Linked DNA regions of Ovis aries: regions 1 and 2 are each linked to region 3. Evidence: chromatin contacts called from public Hi-C data. All regions are on one chromosome and are shown on one strand. The core of a region is the stretch at or near the end of the contact, and the rest is flanking DNA. Distances in the headings are between cores, read along the strand shown.

Region 1 (3,315 bases), core at 408-2,907, 360 kb after region 3:
ATGCCAACATCATGAACTTTAAAGAAGGCTAAGGAACTCTCCCAGGTTAAAGGTTACTGGAGAGATGTGACCTGTTAATTTAATGCGTGACCTTAGGTTGCAGCTCAGAGAGGAAAAGTAAATTAAAAAAACAGAGGACAGTATTGGTATAATTGGGAAAATTTGAAAATGAACCATGCATTAAATAATGGCCTTGTATTAATGTTGTATTTCCTGAGTGAGATAATTGTATTATTATATAAGAGAATTCCTGCATTCTTAGGAATGAAGTCTTATGCTATCTGCAACTAAATTCTCAAATGGGCCAGCAAATGTGTGCACATTCACACACACAGACACAAACACACACACACACACACACACACACACACACACACACAAAAACAAATACAACAAAATCTTAACACTGAGGAATCCAGACAAAGAGCATATGGGTGTTTCCTCTTACTATTTTTGCAACTTTTCTGTCGATTTCAAAATTTTCAAAATAAAAAGGGAGAGGAAAATAGATTTTCTGTGAACATTTGGATGTTCATAACTATTCACTTGATACTCATTGATCATTTGTTAGTAAACGACCTCAGGGCTGTATCACTGAGTTTGTGGTGACTATTTTTGTGGAAGCGTTTGCTTTATGATCATCATTAACATTTTTTAATGTAGTGTGATTGTATTGCAATCCCATTTTTTTTCCCCCTTGAGTGGTAGCCTGTGTGACATAGCAGACTTTGGAAATGGTCCTAATCCTCCATTATGAAACATTATAAAACATCTTTTTATAAGCATTTCACTTTAAGAGTTCACAAAATAGTGTACATTGATTCATTGTGAAATAAATAATTCAATGTGTGCTCAGACACTCAGTCATGTCCGACTCTTTGCAACTCCATGGACTGTAGCCCACTAGGCTCCTCTGTCCATGGGATTCTCCCAGCAAGAATACTGGGGTGGGTTGCCATTCCCTTCTCTGGGGCATCTTCCCGACCCAGGGGTCAAACCTGCTTTTTAAGTCTCCTGCATTGACAGGCGGATTCTTTACCACTAGCACCACCTGGGAAGCCCAATTTACCACTAGCACTACTTGGGAAGCCCAAATAATTCAATATAATTCAGTATCTATTTATTATATAGAGCTTCCCTGGTAGCTCAGCTGGTAAAGAATCTGCTTACAATGCGGGAGACCTGGGTTTGATCCCTGAGTTGGGAAGATCCACTGGATGAGGGCATGGCAACCCACTCCAGTATTCTTGCCTGGAGAATCCCCATGGACAGAGGAGCTTGGTGGGCTACCAACCATGGGATCACAAAGATTCGAACACAACTGAGCAACTAAGCACAGCACATTTATTATATTGTATTGGATGCCTATAACTTGGCCAAGAGCAATTCTTGCCTTCAGGGAACATACACAGTAACCAATCATATATGCCTGGCCAGTTATTTCCAGGACAGTCAGGCAGTGAGAGATTGGTGATCTTCATCTGCCCCAGGAATGCTGAGAAAGGTGGTGTGATTGTCTGATAACAGTGCGATATGGAGCAACACACTGGATGAATTGCTTTGCAGTTAAAGATCTGAGCTGTTCCCAAGGAATTGCTTCTTCCAGAAACTGCCAACAGTGGATAATTCTCCTTATTTAGGGTTGCATGAAGTGCCTTTCCCTTTAGTCATTCCATCTGAAAAGCGTGGGCCATGCTAGTTCTTTGGTAGTCTGGTCTCTGCTGGCATCTGAAAAGAGTCACTTTTTAAGAAGCTTTCCATCTACTAAGATGATTAGTGGTGCTTGCTCAAATGGCTAGAGATGTTTTCCTAGTGGGGTTTGTGGGTGTGTGCTGACTCATGCACCCTCTCACCTTGTGTCCCCATGGTGATCTGGAACAAAAGTTAGAGGACTGATCAGGTTGAGTACCAAGCTATACTCACGGAACACAACCAAGTTAAATGTTGCATAACCTAAAAACGTGGCTGAGGAAGTGCCACAGGCCAGATAATTCACCCCTTTTATGAGAATTATCAGTTCGTTTCATCTGGTTTTACCTTCCATGGTTTGGGGAGGGTGGAGTTTTAGGATTAAGAAAGTTCATCTCCCCATTTCACAGGGTCCAAATGATGCAGCCACAAAATTACAAAAGCCACATTGTTGTTAAGTTGTAACTGAATAACTGAGTTCTTCAGATCCCATGGACTGCAGCCCTGCAGGCTCCTCTGTCCATGGCAAGAATACTGGCGTAGGTTGCCATTTCCTTCTCCAGGGTATCTTCCCAACCCAGGGATTGAACCCGAGTCTCCTGCACTGGCAGGTGGATTCTTTATCACTGAGCCACCTGAGAAGCCCAAACAAACACTGGCACTGTTGTAGACTGAAATCACAGTTCACCTGTGTAAACCCAAAAACCAAAGAGATTTGATCGGGAGGTGGATACAGACTTCGTCTCTTTAAAACATTCAGAACCCTGATATCCTCTAAATTAAGATGCAGAGAAATACAAAACAAAATGGTAAAATAAGCAAACCAGAAAACCACAATTGTGAGGAAAATTTTCATAGAATGGGATTTCAGGAGCTAAGAGGCAGATCAAGTGTTGTGTTGATTGCGAAGCATGGGGTGAACCGCCATTGCCGGGCCATGCTGTGGAGTGTCCCCAAAACTAGAACTGTAGCGAAGGCATCCAGTGTGTTTTGAGATAGGATGGTGGCGGTTTAGTGACTAGGTCATGTCTGACTCTTGTGACCCCATAGACGGTAGCCTACCAGGCTCCTCTGTCAACAGGATTTCCCAGGCAAGAGTACTGGAGTGGGTTGCCATTTCCTACTTCAGGGGATCTTCCTGACCCAGGGATCGAACCTGCATCTCCTGCATTGGCAGATTCTTTATTTCTGACCCACCAGGGAAGCCCTTTTTATTGGATATCACACCCCAAAGTGGAGAATAGACATGGAAAGTTAGGAAGGGCAAAGTCTAAGGATTTAGGAAAATGATTTTAATCTACACAATATTTATAAAATTATTAAAGAATTTAATTTTGGAATGAAGACACTGGGAACTTCAGGCTGAATAATTAAAATTGATTATTTTCAACTCACCTTCCATACTTATTGGAAATTTATAATGAAAGGTATATGCATATATTTTAAAAGTCATTCTGGAAACCAAGTCTCCATTTCAATGTTAGATTTTGGAAAAGGAACAACAAGTTAAATCTGAAGATATAAAGGGAGCAAAATAATATGATACCACAGAAGATTAAACAAAGGAAACACACAGTCAAAAAAAGATTATTAGTAAAATGAAACTTGCTAAATTAAAAAGATGAA
Region 2 (3,177 bases), core at 408-2,907, 300 kb before region 3:
GATAACCTCCTTTGAGGCACCGACCTAGGTTTTCAAAATATTTTCCAGTTCTGGGACTGAACAGCCTTACACTGTGAATACTCAACCATTTTTTAAAGAAAAACCAATCAGTTAAAAATCCAATCAGCGCTGAGCTCCTACACAATGTGTGGGGCAGAGGACTCCTAACCTCTTCCAGCTTGTTACTCCCCAAATCAAATAGACTTTTCATCACATAAGCTGTTAATTTGTTTTTAAAATGTAAATCTGCCTGTGCAAGTTCCTTTTGAAAGGAAAAAAAAAAAAAAAAACCAGAAAACTCAGAATGATTTTACCCATCTGCACAAAGCTAATTAAACCATAAGCAGCCCAAGATGCCAAAAAAATTAAATAAATAAAACCCAAGGAACTAAACTTCCCCTAGCTTTTCATCAACTCTTCCTAAAGCCCACTGCTCCCATTCAATCAAGCAAAATAAGTATGAAAGTTTTCGTCTAGGGCTCTAGCTATCCAAATGAAACGCCACTGAGAGAGGAAGGGTTCACTCAAAAAGCCCCTCATGATGATCAGACCTATTTTTCTTTTGAAATACATATGCATATATCTATTCTTTTTCAGATACTTTTCCCGTGTAGGTTTCAGATCTCCCTTCGGGTGTCTTCCTTAAGGACTTACACTCGGGCAACCCTCACTGGGATCAACATTCCCAGACACACACTCTTCACACACATTTCCCACACAATCGCACACTCTATTCGTTCCCCACTTAGAATGGCAAAGTTGACTTCATTTCAGCAGGAACTTTCTCCCTGAGGGAGACCCCTGCCTTCACCTCCAACAGATTCCGACGACTTGTCCCAGGTCGCCGAAATCTTACCCGTCCTAACCTGACGGAGTGGGTTCCCTTCTCTCTCTGCTTGAGGGAATCGCGAAAGGAGACGGAACCGACCAGGAGCTGCAAAGGGCCAGCAGAGACCATCGCAGAAGAGCCTCCGAGAGAGATTTTAAAAAACAACAACTAAAGGACAAAAAGAGCCGCCCGAGGACCCGGCGGGGCGCTCCTTTATATGCACCTATGCACCCGGCCGGCTCTCCACACACAGGGGCAGAGACCTCCACACGGAGCCGCGGAGGAGGGACCCCTCCGAACGCCGCTCCTCCCGCGCCCTCCTCACAGACGAGCTGCAACTTCTGCTCCCGGGAAAACTTTTCCCCGGAGCACCCGTTTTCCTCAACCCGCAAGGGGAGCGGGGGGGAGGGGTTCGGGGAGAGAGAGAGGGGGACCCCGGGGCGCCCAGCCCTGCCCCCCGCCGCAACAGACTCACCCCCAAACCACATAGTTGGTCTTCACGTTCTTGGGCCAGGAGAACTCGCCGAAGATCACTTCGTCCCCTTTCACCACAATCTCCTTCTTCTGGATGTTGTACTGTCGCAGGACGCTGAGCACGTCCGCCATCTTCGCCCCCCTCGCCGCCGCCGGCCCCGGGCCCCGCCGCCGCCGCCGCGCCCGCCGCCCCTTTCGCCTGTCGCCTCAGCCCCCCCACCCCCCGCCCCTCTGCCTCGGCCGCCGCCGCCGCCGCCGCCGCCGCCGCGAGCCAACTGCAGTCGCACTGGCAGCCGTCCGCGCCTACGACAGCAGCGGGGGAAGGAGCCACCCAGGCCGCCGAGGACCCCGCGCTAGGAGGCAAGGCCCCGCCGCGGGCTGCCCGCGGAGAACGCCTGACCGCGCGCGCCGCCGCCGCCGCCGCCCGCCGCCAGGGGGCGCCGCGCCCGCCCGGGAAACGCCCCTCCCAGACTCCCACTTGGCGCGCGGGGCCGACTCCCGGCCCGCAACTCATAGGGCGCGGGGACGCAGCGCCCACGTACGGCGCACGTACGGGGGAGCCTTGCCCGGCGCACGCGCGGGAGCACGGACCTCATCCTCCTTTCCCCCGCCCCCGACTCGCCCCACCACGCGCAGCGCGCACGCGGCAGGCGACAGGTGCGCGCGCACCTGCGCGGGGAATCTGGGACGTCAGTTCCCAGAGCGCGCAATGGGTGCTCCTCGACGGGCCCGCAGTGTTGGCCGCTGGCCAGTGCAGTGTGGTCTCTCCTTTAACCAGGCTGCAGCCTGGTGAGAGGTTTGCAGAGCCAAGGTTGCCGTCCCGACGAGGTTGGACCCACCTAACAAATGGCCTCTTGATAAACCCCTGTAGAAGGGAAAGGTGTTTGGGGAAAGATGTTGCTTTGGGGGTTATTTTTTATTTTGTGTTTTTAGTGGGCTCGCCTAGGCCAAAGATCAATGCCGGGGCACTGGTGTTTGTTAGCTGCCTTTTGACCTCAGTCAAGTTACACACCTTCTCACAGAATCAATTGGTTAATGGAGAACATGGAAGCTAAAAGCATCAGGCAAATCAAAAAATCATAAATATTGGATCTTCCCCTTCTCAGTTCCTTAGATGGTGGCTTTTTCCTTCTTGTCCCCTTCTCCTGGCCAGCCTCAAGGGGCTACAGTTTAATAGCTGTCTTCCGAGATGCTAATAGGAGAGTTAGAGAACACAAGCTCAGTTTATTGATATAAATTCAGTTTACTGTGGCATGTCTACCTTAAACATATCCCATGGGCCATTTTTTAAAAATGTCTTACTATAGCAGAAAAGGAAAAAAGTCGACTTTGTGATTGACATAACCAAATTCTTTTACCCGATTTGAAAGAAAGCAATTTTCGTTATGTGCACTGCAGAGAGATCTGTAGAATGTGGTTCACTTTTCTGTATTCACTCTTCAGCCATTTTGCAGCTGAATTTGAGAAATTTTGACTATTCTGTAAATTTTCCTAAACTTCACCCCAAACATGTTAAAAATAACCTTTTTATTTATCCCCAGTACTATCTACTCTATTTATACTTGTATCAGAGCATCCAGTACTACTTGACTATCTCACCACAGAGGAATTCAAGGAAGTCAGGGTTTTATGATACATTAGGAGAGTCATTAGAGTCTCCTCAGAAGATGCTGAACTTTGTTTCCCACACAAACGATGACTTGGTCCATTAAGGCTGCTACAAGAGAATGACGTATACCAGGTGTCCTATAGACAGATTTATTCCTGATAGTTCTGAAGGCTAGGAAGTCCAAAATGAAGGCACCGGTAGACTGGTGCGAGCCTGCTTGCTGCTTCAAACACCTGAGTCTTCACATTGCATCCTCATCTGGTGG
Region 3 (3,176 bases), core at 115-2,614:
GAAGGCCTGCAAAAGAAGTCTGCACATCAGCTCCTGCTAGCCAGAGGTTCCCTCTTCAGCTCAGCAGTGAGCTGTGCATATTGGCAAGCACAAGATTTTCAACTTACTTGATGAAGGTTTGCTGTTTGCTTTTCTTGCCAGTTTTGGGCTTCCCAGGAGAGGAGGAATTTTGCAAGAAGTAGCTCAAACGGCTCTTCCAATCTTTTAATCTACAAAAGAAAAAAAAAAAAGATACTCACTTAGCAGCAACACTTGAAACTGCCATTGCAGCTGAAGGCATTTTTACCAAATAAAGTCGCCCCCAGTAGCTATAGACAAGCCAAATAAGACAAAACAACTCCTCCAGTCAGTCTTACTCCTTTAATCCAGCATCTAAGTACTCAACACACTAGTTTCATCCACTCATCTGAACATAATTATTAGTTTTATAAGTAAGGATAGGACGACCTACAATTATAGGGTATTTTAATGAATTTAGTTTGCATAGTTCAAAGGCAGATGCTATTTCTGGCCCACAAAAGGCAGCCAGTTTTTCTGCAACGGTTAATTACAATTCTGAGACATTTCACACTTGAGGAAGCCCACAGTGGACCTGCCCTGAGCCAGCCCAGGCTCGTTTTCCTTCTGCTCTCAGAGCAGGGGGCTTGGGACCACCCGAGAAGCTGTGCACAATGAAGTGTGTGTGCGAGATTGACCGCCCCCTCCCCCAACTTCAGCACTCATTTTAAGAAGGTGATGCAGAACAATTATTTGTTCCACACTCTTGAGTGGGTGAGACTTGCTGTTCAATTAAAAAAAATTAAAAGTATATCTAGGATCAGCAAAAATATCTCCATCCCAGCAGTCGTGTAAGCAGATCAGAATTTACGGTGCCTCTCAAGAAGGCCGGGGGCGCGTGGCTGCAGGATTCTCCGAAGTCATTTTCGATGCAGGGAGACAAAAAGCCAACCAGCATCTATCTCCGCCCCTGCATCAAGAATTTTCTGCAGTTTCTAAACTCTACCCGAGTCCTTCAATAAATACCTACACCACACAGGTTTAAACGTAACTTCACAAATTAACCTTTTACACACACACACACATTTTTTCTTTTTCTTTTTTTCCTGCAGAGATGCAGGCAGGCTACCCAGTTCCCATGCCCAGCGCGAGTGTACCGCGTTTGCAGCCGCCCGGGACAGCTGGGTCCGCAGGGGCGGCCAGTCAGGGAGGAAGAAAGCCGCACTCACAGGGTTCGCTTCATCTTCTCTCGCTTCTCCTCGTTCTTGGGGCCGGTGCCAGCGCCTTTGTCCATGGGTCCGCAGTCGTGCTGGACAGCCAGGAACATAGCACTTTGCATTATCTCCCTCCACCTGGGAACGCCGCTCTGGGGAGACCGGACCGCCGGCACCCGTATTTATATAATTGGAGGCAGGGCGAAGGCGGGGCTCACGGCGCCGGTCCCTCCCCCGGCGGGCACCGATTGGCCGACGGCGGCCGCGGGCCGCGCGGTCACGGGCGCCGCCGAAGGGTCTGGAAACCCGGGGCCCGCTGACGTCCGCTTCCCGGGCGTCGTGCGCAGTCGGGCCGGACGCCCGCCCTCGTGTGGGGTCAGAGAAAATTCCCTTTTGAACGGTCAAAGGCGACCTTTGCCCAGTCGTGGCGGCCGGCCGTGGGGTCGCAGGGCCGTGGCGGGCAGGGAGCCAGGTTGGCTGCAGGCACGGCGGGGGCGCTCGCTCCCCGCCTCTTCCCTGTCTCATTCCCTCCCCCGCGCTCCAGAGCTCCTGACCCCCAAAGGAGCCGTGATTCCAAGCAGGTAAAGGTTGTTTATTGGGAAGCCGAATGCAGTAACCTTATTTTGAATTAGGTTTAAAAGGGGATGTGTTTTTGGAGCGCAAGCCCTCGCTCCGCGCCTCCTTTCTTGATGTGAGAACTGACCCTCACCTGTTCTTTGAGACGCCTTTTAATTTGGGGAAGGAAACAGAATGGGAGGAACAGTGAGAGTCCAGGGGCAGTGGTGTGATCTGTTCTGCAGCGTGCCCAAGCATCCTGGAGCTCTGTGGGGAATGCACATTGGTCAGGGAGGGAAGAGGAGAAAGTGCTTTAACTGGGTGTGCGGTTTTGATTACCAGCAGGTTCGTGGCTGGGTCGGTCCGTGGGGTTGCAGACTTATTTCTCAGGAGTCCTTGGCTGCTTCTCCTTCCAGAACAAAAAAAGAAATCACAGCTCTTAACAAGGAAACACCACGAGCTCGCAGCTATCGTGCACCAGAATCATTTTAGTGTAAAAGAGCAAGCATGCAGGATTTCCTCCTGAGTCACTCTTAGTTGGCTTAGAATTTGCCAGAACACTTTAATTGGCAAAAAAAGAGAGATGGGGGTGGAGGGAGGGAGGCGTTTACAGCTTCTTTGAATAAGCTTAATGTCTTGATTCGTCAGAAATCATCTTGCTGTAGCAGGATTTAAGTGGTTTGATTGGTAAGGGTAAGTAGATAACTGCCACTCCAAAATGACTTGAGTTCAAATACCGTTATTAGAATTGTACAGTGGAATATTCAGGTGGTTTTTCCTGAAGCATCTAAGTAGGCAGATTAACAGCAAGGCTTTTGTTCTGTCCCTAAGTCATTTCTGACTGCAGTCGCATGGGCTGCAACTTGCCAGGCTTCCCTGTTCTTCATCTCCTGGTGTTTGCTCAAACTCATGTCCCTTGAGTCTGTGATGCCATCTAACCATCTCATTCTCTGCCACCCTCTTCTCCTGCCCTCAATCTTTCCCAGCATCAGAGTCTTTCCCAGTCAGTCTGCTCCTGGCATCAGCTGGCCAAAGTATTGGAGCTTCAGCATCAGTCCTTCCAATGAATACTGAGGGTTCATTTCCTTAAGGATTGACGGGTTTGATCGCTTTGCTGGGAGACCCTGAAGAGTCTTCTGCAGTGCAACAATTTGAAAGCAGCAATTCTTTGGTGCTCAGCCTTCTTTATGGTCCAACTCTCACATTCATACATGACTACTGGGAAAACCATAGCTTTGACTATAGGGACCTATGTCAGCAAAGTGATGTCTCTGCTTTGTTAATTCAGGCTGCATGTATATTCTTTACTTTGTCTTAGAGCTGTTAAAAGAAAATTGGAACTAATTTACCATATTCTTATGATGAGCTACCAGTAGTTGGAGCTCCAAGTTTGACTTGGGGAGTAAAACC

The links. A called contact is a pair of places that touch in the nucleus more often than the background predicts.
Region 1: a contact with region 3 is called in a Hi-C map of tail adipose tissue, with 4 times the contacts expected there. The contact joins the enhancer-like site here to the promoter of RGS2 in region 3. A contact is called at or near these places in 3 of 16 Hi-C or Micro-C datasets (hypothalamus, skin fibroblasts and tail adipose tissue).
Region 2: a Hi-C map of tail adipose tissue shows a contact between it and region 3, with 2.7 times the contacts expected there. The contact joins the promoter of CDC73 here to the promoter of RGS2 in region 3. A contact is called at or near these places in 4 of 16 Hi-C or Micro-C datasets (blood, liver, skin fibroblasts and 1 more).

Annotation. Positions count from the first base shown.
Region 1 is chr12:11,989,319-11,992,633 of ARS-UI_Ramb_v3.0, forward strand. No RefSeq gene overlaps it. Among named protein-coding and RNA genes, the nearest start is that of RGS1, 99 kb to the left of the region's middle. Within about 2 kb of position 1,658, at least 1 of the 54 cell types and tissues checked has an H3K27ac peak or open chromatin away from gene starts, as enhancers often do.
Region 2 is chr12:11,320,140-11,323,316 of ARS-UI_Ramb_v3.0, forward strand. CDC73 (cell division cycle 73) reads right to left here and starts at 1,658. Exons shown (of 17, transcript XM_027976263.3): 1 at 1,305-1,658. The coding sequence starts at 1,435.
Region 3 is chr12:11,624,684-11,627,859 of ARS-UI_Ramb_v3.0, forward strand. RGS2 (regulator of G protein signaling 2) reads right to left here and starts at 1,365. Exons shown (of 5, transcript XM_004013586.5): 1 at 1,227-1,365; 2 at 108-209; 3 at 1-6. The coding sequence starts at 1,336. It overlaps LOC105611804 (a long non-coding RNA gene), which reads left to right and starts at 1,530. Exons shown (of 8, transcript XR_009595661.1): 1 at 1,530-1,792.